Linked DNA regions of Mus musculus: region 1 is linked to region 2. Evidence: chromatin contacts called from public ChIA-PET data. All regions are on one chromosome and are shown on one strand. Each heading gives the region's core, a stretch centred on a gene start, on an enhancer-like site or on the middle of the called end of the contact. The rest is flanking DNA. Distances are from core to core; before and after follow the strand shown. Region 1 holds the start of Lpcat3 (lysophosphatidylcholine acyltransferase 3). Region 2 holds the start of 4930417O13Rik (RIKEN cDNA 4930417O13 gene).

Evidence for each region. ChIA-PET counts read pairs in DNA pulled down with a chosen protein or histone mark.
Region 1: a contact with region 2 is called in an RNA polymerase II ChIA-PET map of memory CD8 T cells, with 5 read pairs. The contact joins the promoter of Lpcat3 here to the promoter of 4930417O13Rik in region 2. A contact is called at or near these places in 2 of 115 datasets of contacts at active chromatin or transcription factors (memory CD8 T cells and pancreatic cancer cells).

The regions. Positions count from the first base shown.
Region 1 is chr6:124,661,622-124,665,429 of GRCm38.p6, forward strand. It overlaps Lpcat3 (lysophosphatidylcholine acyltransferase 3), which reads left to right and starts at 1,483. Exons shown (of 13, transcript NM_145130.2): 1 at 1,483-1,738. The coding sequence starts at 1,588.
Region 2 is chr6:125,263,530-125,267,127 of GRCm38.p6, forward strand. 4930417O13Rik (RIKEN cDNA 4930417O13 gene) reads left to right here and starts at 1,996. Exons shown (of 4, transcript NR_015527.1): 1 at 1,996-2,540; 2 at 2,871-2,997.

The sequences.
Region 1 (3,808 bases), core at 233-2,732, 600 kb before region 2:
ATCACACCATTCACAATTTCCTGTAACACCCAGACACCGGGGATAGGAAATCTTCATCTACACACCACCCACAGAGGCACAACCCTATTATTAAAAATAAAGCATTTTAAATTAAAATTTAATTAATTAAAATAATTGCGAGCCAGAGAGATAGCTCAGCGCGTTACAGCACTTGCCAGCACTGAGTTCAATCGTCAAAATCCACATGGCAAAAGACAGAGCAGTCTCCTGAAAGTTGTCTTCTGGCCTTCATGTGTGTTCTGTGGCAAAAACTAGCCCTTCCTCCAACATACCCCAATATATACACAAATAAATGTAAAAAAAAATGCCTTTAAGTATAAATAAAAGGACATATGAAAAGGCAGGAGACATAGCTCAGTGGTCCAATGCTTCCTTAGCACACGTAAAGCCTACGTTCAATTTCCCAGTAAAAAAAAAAAGGGGGGGGGGGGGCTGGAAAAAAGTATAAAATGCCATGGAAGTGTAAGCCATAGCTGAACTTTTTAGGACAAGAACTTGTGAACCCCTTTGTTACACACCCCATACACTGTCACTTTCCCTGGGGTCAATCAGTGGGAAGTGACACTGCATAGGAGGAAAGGGCTCCTATTTTGCTTCATGCCTCTAGTGCTTGAACTTTCATCAGGAACATACATTACTTAAGCCGTGACAAAACTAGCCTAACTGTTAATTAAAGCGGCAAGTGTTAAGTAGGCTCTTTTTAATATAAATAGGCAGATCCTAATTTCATTGCCTCCGGAGAGAAGGTCCGTTTTACTATAGAAAGGGAACTCTGCATAAGGACTAGGGTTGTAGCTCCGGCAGGAGAGCGTGCACGCGGCACCGGTTCGAGTCCCAGTACTTGAACAACCGAAAAGGACCTGCATCGGGAAGAGCTACGTAGCATTAAAGGGTGTTCTTGGGCCCCTGGGCTCCCCCAGAGCCTTCAGGAAAGGGCTGGGAATGCAGGACCCTCGCTCTCCCCCCCTCCCCCGCCCCCGAGGAGACACCGTTAGGGGGCGCTCGTGGGGTGACAGCAGACATTCGCTCCGCTCCGTTACATGCCCCAGTAACCCCAGCGCCGGCGACCGAGAGTAACCTCGCGGTCTGGTGACGCCCCCGCCCCCCCCCGCCCCCCCCCCGCCCCGACTCTCGCCTGCTCCTGTCTCAACCAATGGGAAGGCAGCGAGCAAGCCGGCCGGACACCCGTCCGACCCACTCCTGCCCGGAGCCGTCCGGACCGAGTTGTACTGTCACCTCGCCTCGCGCTCCCGCCTGCTCCAATAGCAGCTGGGTCGCGATCGCAAGCCCCGCCCCGCCCCGCCGGCCCGGCCCGTTTCCCTTCCTCACGGGAGTCACCTTTGCCTTACAAACGCTCGGCCCCGCCCTCTTCCTACCTTGCTGCGCTCGGCCCCGCCCCCGGCTGGCTCGACCAATAATCGGGTGGGTCTAGAGGCTCTGGGCGGGCCCGCAGCCAATGCGCACGCCGTGGGCGGGCCCCCGGCCGGAATTGGGGGTGAAGCCACCGCGTTCTGCCCACATTCGGGGCGCGGAGCTGGGGGTCCCCGGGGGGCGCCCGCAGTTAAGATGGCGTCTACAGCGGACGGGGACATGGGAGAGACGCTGGAGCAGATGCGGGGGCTGTGGCCGGGTGTCGAGGATCTGAGCCTTAACAAGTTGGCGACGTCTCTGGGCGCGTCGGAACAGGCGCTGCGGCTCATCTTCTCCATCTTCCTGGGTAAGGACCCTCCTGCCTGCCTCTGCCCCCTCGTGGAGTCCCAAGGAAATGGGCAGAATGGGGTCTGGGGACAGGACCTGTCTGTCTGCCCCGAACCTGGGACCCAGGAGGGCTTGGGGGTGCGGGTCATCAAGCACACCAGCCAGCTATCGAAGGGAAGACAAGTCTGGTCTCAAGTCTGGGGGCCCGTACCCTCTGAACCTCTTCCCATTTTCTTTGGCCCATACTGTGCCCTTTGGCTCCTCAGTCACCTCCCGCCTTGTCATCGATATGCCGGACTGTGCCCTTGCGACCTATGTCTGTCTGTGGCTCTCAAGAGTTCGACTGTGGCCATGAGTACTACTTATTTGTTATTAACAGCTCCCATCATGCGCTCTCCTTACGAGAGGCATAGGCCCTCGAACTTAAGATATTTTAGCCCTACGGGCCTCCTCTGCCCGATTATTTCATACTATGTCTTCTCGGTCTATTTTGTGTATTGCCAACGTATAGTGTACTTTCATCTCTTTTCTGTCCACTTTCTAGTATTTTCTTGTACCATATTGCTTTCCCCCTTAGCCGCCCACCTGTCATTTACTCTGGAATACATTCTTACACTGGGCTTGGGAAACAGCACTATTAACAACCTTAAAAACTCCATGCTTGTTCCAAGGGACTATTATTCATATGGTTCAAAGGATGTGATGTACCTGAATTTATGTCGCAACAAGCTGTGTTATATATTATATATATATTTTATAGTCTTTTAAAAACCGCACTCTTCGAGGTTTTTTAATACATGAGGTAACGTGGTATGATGGAAAAAGTGTGGACTTTGAAGTTAAAGGAGTCCCACTCTTTACCGTTTGTGAGTAGCAACCACTCTTGTCGCTACTCACAAACGGTAAGACCCCCCAGGCAAGCCATTTAACTGCTCCGCATCTAATTCTCTTATGAGATGAAGACAGCCGTGCTTAGCATTGGATCGCTGTAAAGTCCGGTAAGAATTCTTAGGTCAAGATCAGTGATCAGAGACTCGATTCAGTAGGTTTTTAAGTCCTTGGAACTTTTGGGGAAGGCTGCATAACTTTAACCTGAGAGAGGCGTAAGTAGAGGGTTAACTGTAGGAAGTTTGAGATAAATTGGGTGTGGTGACTTATGCCTTTGCGGCTCAGTGCCCTGGGACTAAGGCAAGAGAACTGTGAGTTTGAGCCTGGGCTAATGGTTTGAGACCCTATTTTTAAAAAGGGGGGGGGGAGGACTGGAGAGATGGCTCAGCAGGTAAGAGCACTGACTACTCTTCTGAAGGTCCTGAGTTCAAATTCCAGCAACCACATGGTGGCTCACAATCATCTGTGATGAGATCTGACACCCTCTTCTGGAGCGTACTTACATATAATAAATAAATAAATAAATAAATAAATAAATAAATAAATAAATAAATGGAAAAAGTTTGAGACAATTGGGCTGAGAAGAATAAATAAAAGAAAAAAAAAGTTGGAGACAATTGGGCTGGGAAGAGTTTAAATTCGAGAAAGAAATGTGGAAGTTATCCTGGAGTCAGCTGAGACATGGACACATAATCACCAGAGGGTGTGGATCCAATCTACAGGATGACTGGAACTTTAATCCATACTGAAACAACCTTGGCTAAAACCATTGTTATTTCATATCATACCAAGGTGATCTTCCTTTGCTCTGATAAAAGTTTTGCTCTTCCTTGGTGGGATCCTAAGATTTTAGAGGTGGAGGGACCTTAGGTTCCGTGGCTGGCTCAATACAGTGTCACTCAAACATCACCCAAATTTATCAGCATCCCACATCTCTGGCTTTATGTACCACCGCAGCTTTGAGCTTGCAACTCTTTGAACCTTGCTTCTGACCCAGTTTGTTGGCGTTGGCGTTGGGGTTGGCAATTAAGAACGCTTGCTGTTCATTAGGTAGGAGGTTTCACATCTGTGTACTGGAAGTCTAAGACGGGAAGCAGTGCATCGTCAGGTCGGCCTGTTAAGTGGAAGTAAGGTTGGAATTAGGACTTGGAATTGTCTTTTGCGTGCTGACATCAAATACCGCCTGGCACTGCTGCTATGC
Region 2 (3,598 bases), core at 746-3,245:
CCCACACTAATAATAATGGTAACAATAATAATAATACCCCTAAGTGAGTACTTCCTACCACTCCATGCTCTCTGGCCGCTTCCCTTCCTCCCTCAGGTGCTATCTTTTCATATGAGAAGTTTTTAAATCTTGAGTTGTAGTGATCTATTTTTTTCCTTTGTTGCTTATTCTTTTGGTGGTGTACTTAGGAAACTGTCGCCTAATCTAAGGTCACAGAGGTTGCCACCTCTTTCCTTCTAATGGCTTTGTAGTTTTAATTCTTTTTTTCTTTTCTTTCCTTTTCTTTTCTTTTCTTTCTTTTTTTTTCCGAGACAGGGCTTCTCTGTATAGCCCTGGCTGTCCTGGAACTCACTTTGTAGACCAGGCTGGCCTCAAACTCAGAAATCCGTCTGCCTCTGCCTCCCGAGTGCTGGGATTAAAGGCGTGCGCCACCACGCCCAGCCTGTAGTTTTAATTCTTGTATTTCACTGCTGAGCGGTGTCTCAGTGCCTGAAGTCAGAAGAAAACTATTCTTACACTGGAGGGTCTTGGTAACCATCAATTGGCCTATGGCTTGATTTCTGGACTCTCAGTTTTATTCCATTAATCTATGTCCATCTTTATGTCGCTCTCACAGTTTTGATTACAGTTTTATAGTAAGTTTTGACATCAAGAAGTATAAACTCGGAGTGGTACTGTATGCTTATGTAATCCCAGCAGTAAGGTGGCAGAGGCAGGAGGATTACTGTAAGTAAAAGTTCAGCCTGCGCTACATAGCGAGACCTGTCTCAGAAGAGAAGAGAAAGGAAACTGGAAAGAATGAGTTAGTGGGTTTTGATCTTTTCTGAAATAATGTTTTGTTTTTACACTAATTTGTTCACTCATTTTGTGTGTGGTGTGGGTGGGAGTGTGTCGCGGCACGTATGTGGAGGTCAGAGGTCAGTTTACAGAAGTTGATGCTCTCCTGCCACCGTTGGAGGTCCCAGGGATTCAGTTCAGGTAGCCAGGCTTGGTGGCAAATGTCTTTAATTGCTGAACCATCTTTCTGGCCTCTCTAAAGTATTTTGGCTATTCCGTGCCTCTTGAATCGCCGTATGACTTTTAGGATCAGTTTCATTTCTGCAAAAAGGGGCAATTGAAATTTTTATAGGCATTGTCTTGGACTCACTGGTGGGAGTTGGCAGAATTATCACAATAACACAATCAGGTTTTCCAACCCATGAACACCAAATCTTCTGATATATTTAGTACTAAATGCCTTTAAACAATGTTTTGTGACTTTTCATTGTAGAAGTCTTACAATTTATTTGTTGACTTTCTTGGTAAGGTTTTAATCTTTCTGATGCTATGGTAAGTGGAATTCCCCCCTCCCCTAGTTTTTTCTTGTTTTGTTTCTGAGACAGGGTTTCTCTGAAAGAGAGCTCTGCCTGTCCGTGAACTTGCTTTGTCAACCAGGCTAACTTTGAACTCACAGGGAACTGCCTGCCTCTGCCTCCCCAGTGCTGGGATTAAAGATATGCACTCTTGGTTCCTTTGTTTTTTAAATTAATTAATTAGTTGATTAATTAATTAAAAAAAACCAGTGTCTCATGTATTCCAGGATGGCCTCAAATTGATTTTGTGGCTAAGAATGACCGTGAACACCTGATTCTGTCTCTACTCCTAAGCACTAAGTGACACTGTGACACTTCACCCAGCTGATGTCAGGCTACCCGCTGCTTACGTTACTTATTTTTCTATTTAGACAGGGTCTCCTGTAGTTTCTGCTAGCCTCAGCCTGACTCCACGTGTCTCCCTCCCAAGTGCTGGAGGTGGCAGATGAGCGGCACAGTGCCTGGCTGTGTTGACTTTTGAAGAAGGCAGCTGTTTTCTCTGCGGGCAGGAAGGTGGCAGCAGGACGTGTAGGTGTGTTGCTATGACACCGTGTGCTGCTGTTGTCACGTAACTTCTCTGAAGTCATAGATGGCGAGTTAGATTCTGTGACACAAAGGGAAGCGTGTCTGACTAATTATTCCCACACTGCCTTCGCTTCTGAGGGCTCCCTGGCCTGGGAGAGTTTGAGCAGAAGTGTAAGTTTGGGTCTACAGAGCTCTCGATGTCCTGACCCTTCACTCCTGTAGGATTTGGGCTAGCCCCTTCTGAAGGAACAGGGACCCCTTTAGTGGGCACAGGCTGTGGTCATATTTCTTTTCTCTTTTTCTTTTCTAATGTTTTTGAGGTAGCCTAGGCTGACCTCTGAGGATAGCCCAAGTGCTGACACTTCAGGTGTGTGACACCATGCCTGGCTACCGTCACATTTTGTCACATGCCTTTTGCCTGTACTTACTGACTGGAGAGCTGTTTATTCATGCTTTGCCCATGTCAAAACTGGATAACTGATTCTTCTCTTTCACCTACAAGTTAGACCAGGATGGGCATTTTCATGAGCCTATTGCCTAGGGAGGTTTGTAAATGATAGACACAGGCAAGGCGGGGCCAGAGGAGGCTGAGGTGAAAATCCAAGGAAAAATCCAAGAGTCAGTCAGATGGCAAAGAACTGAAGAAATACTGGACCATTGGAGGTATAAATGTCTGTTTGCCCTCTGCTTCTCTGGTTGTTAGTGGGGTGAGCTGCTCAAGGACTTTGAATGAGTCTGTCTGTGCTGTAACCGGGAGGGTGGGTGGATCGGTGCTGATGCTCCTAGGGAGCATGTGAGCAATGGTGTCAGGTACTGAGCTGCGCAGGACGCAGGGCTGGTAAATGTGTCCTGGAACGACTCAGTCACCAGCTCCTGCCTTCTCTGCCAGGCGTGAGAGCAGCATGAGAAGTCAGGGTTCCAGGCAAAGAGTAAAGGAACCCGGGAGGTCAAGGCACGGGGCGGGCAGGTGGAACAGAATATCACCCTTCCTAGGGTTCCCAGTGGGAAAGTGCGAACTTCAGGACGGGCCGTGTGGAGACTTCTGGGGCTGAGACGTGACTAACACATTTCCATGCTGAAGGATGTGGTGGACTGGCAAGGGACTAGAATAAGAGATGACGTGAGTTTCTGTGTGTTTTCTGATCCTTTTTATTATTATTTTTTAAAGATTTACTTATTTTATGTATGTGAGTACACTATAGCTGTACAGATGGTTGTGAGCCTTTATGTGGTTGTTGGTCATTGAATTTTTTTAGGACCTCTGCTCACTCTGGTCAATCCTGCTCGCTCAGTCCCTGCTCGCTTCAGCCCAAAGATTTATTTATTATTATGCATAAGTACACTGTAGCTGTCTTCAGACGCACCAGAAGAGGGCGTCAGATCTCATTATGGATGGTTGTGAGCCACCCCCTGCCAGCTCTGATCCTTTTTATTTTTTAAGACAAGGGCTGTCTGTGTAGTCCAATGACTTAGTACTTACTGCCCAGACCCTTGTCCTCCTGCCTCCTCCTCCTCTCAAGCCCTGAGACTACAGATTCACACCACCACGCCCAGCTGTTTGTATAGTTCGGGATTAGAGAGTAGAGAAAAATGGTCTGGGAGTAATTACTGACATTGTAGACAAAGAATAGATTATTGTTCATCAAGTAAACATTCTACTGTCCCTTATGCCTTTTAAGTTCAAAGTACGCATTTTGTTGTTTTATTATGAAGCTCTACAT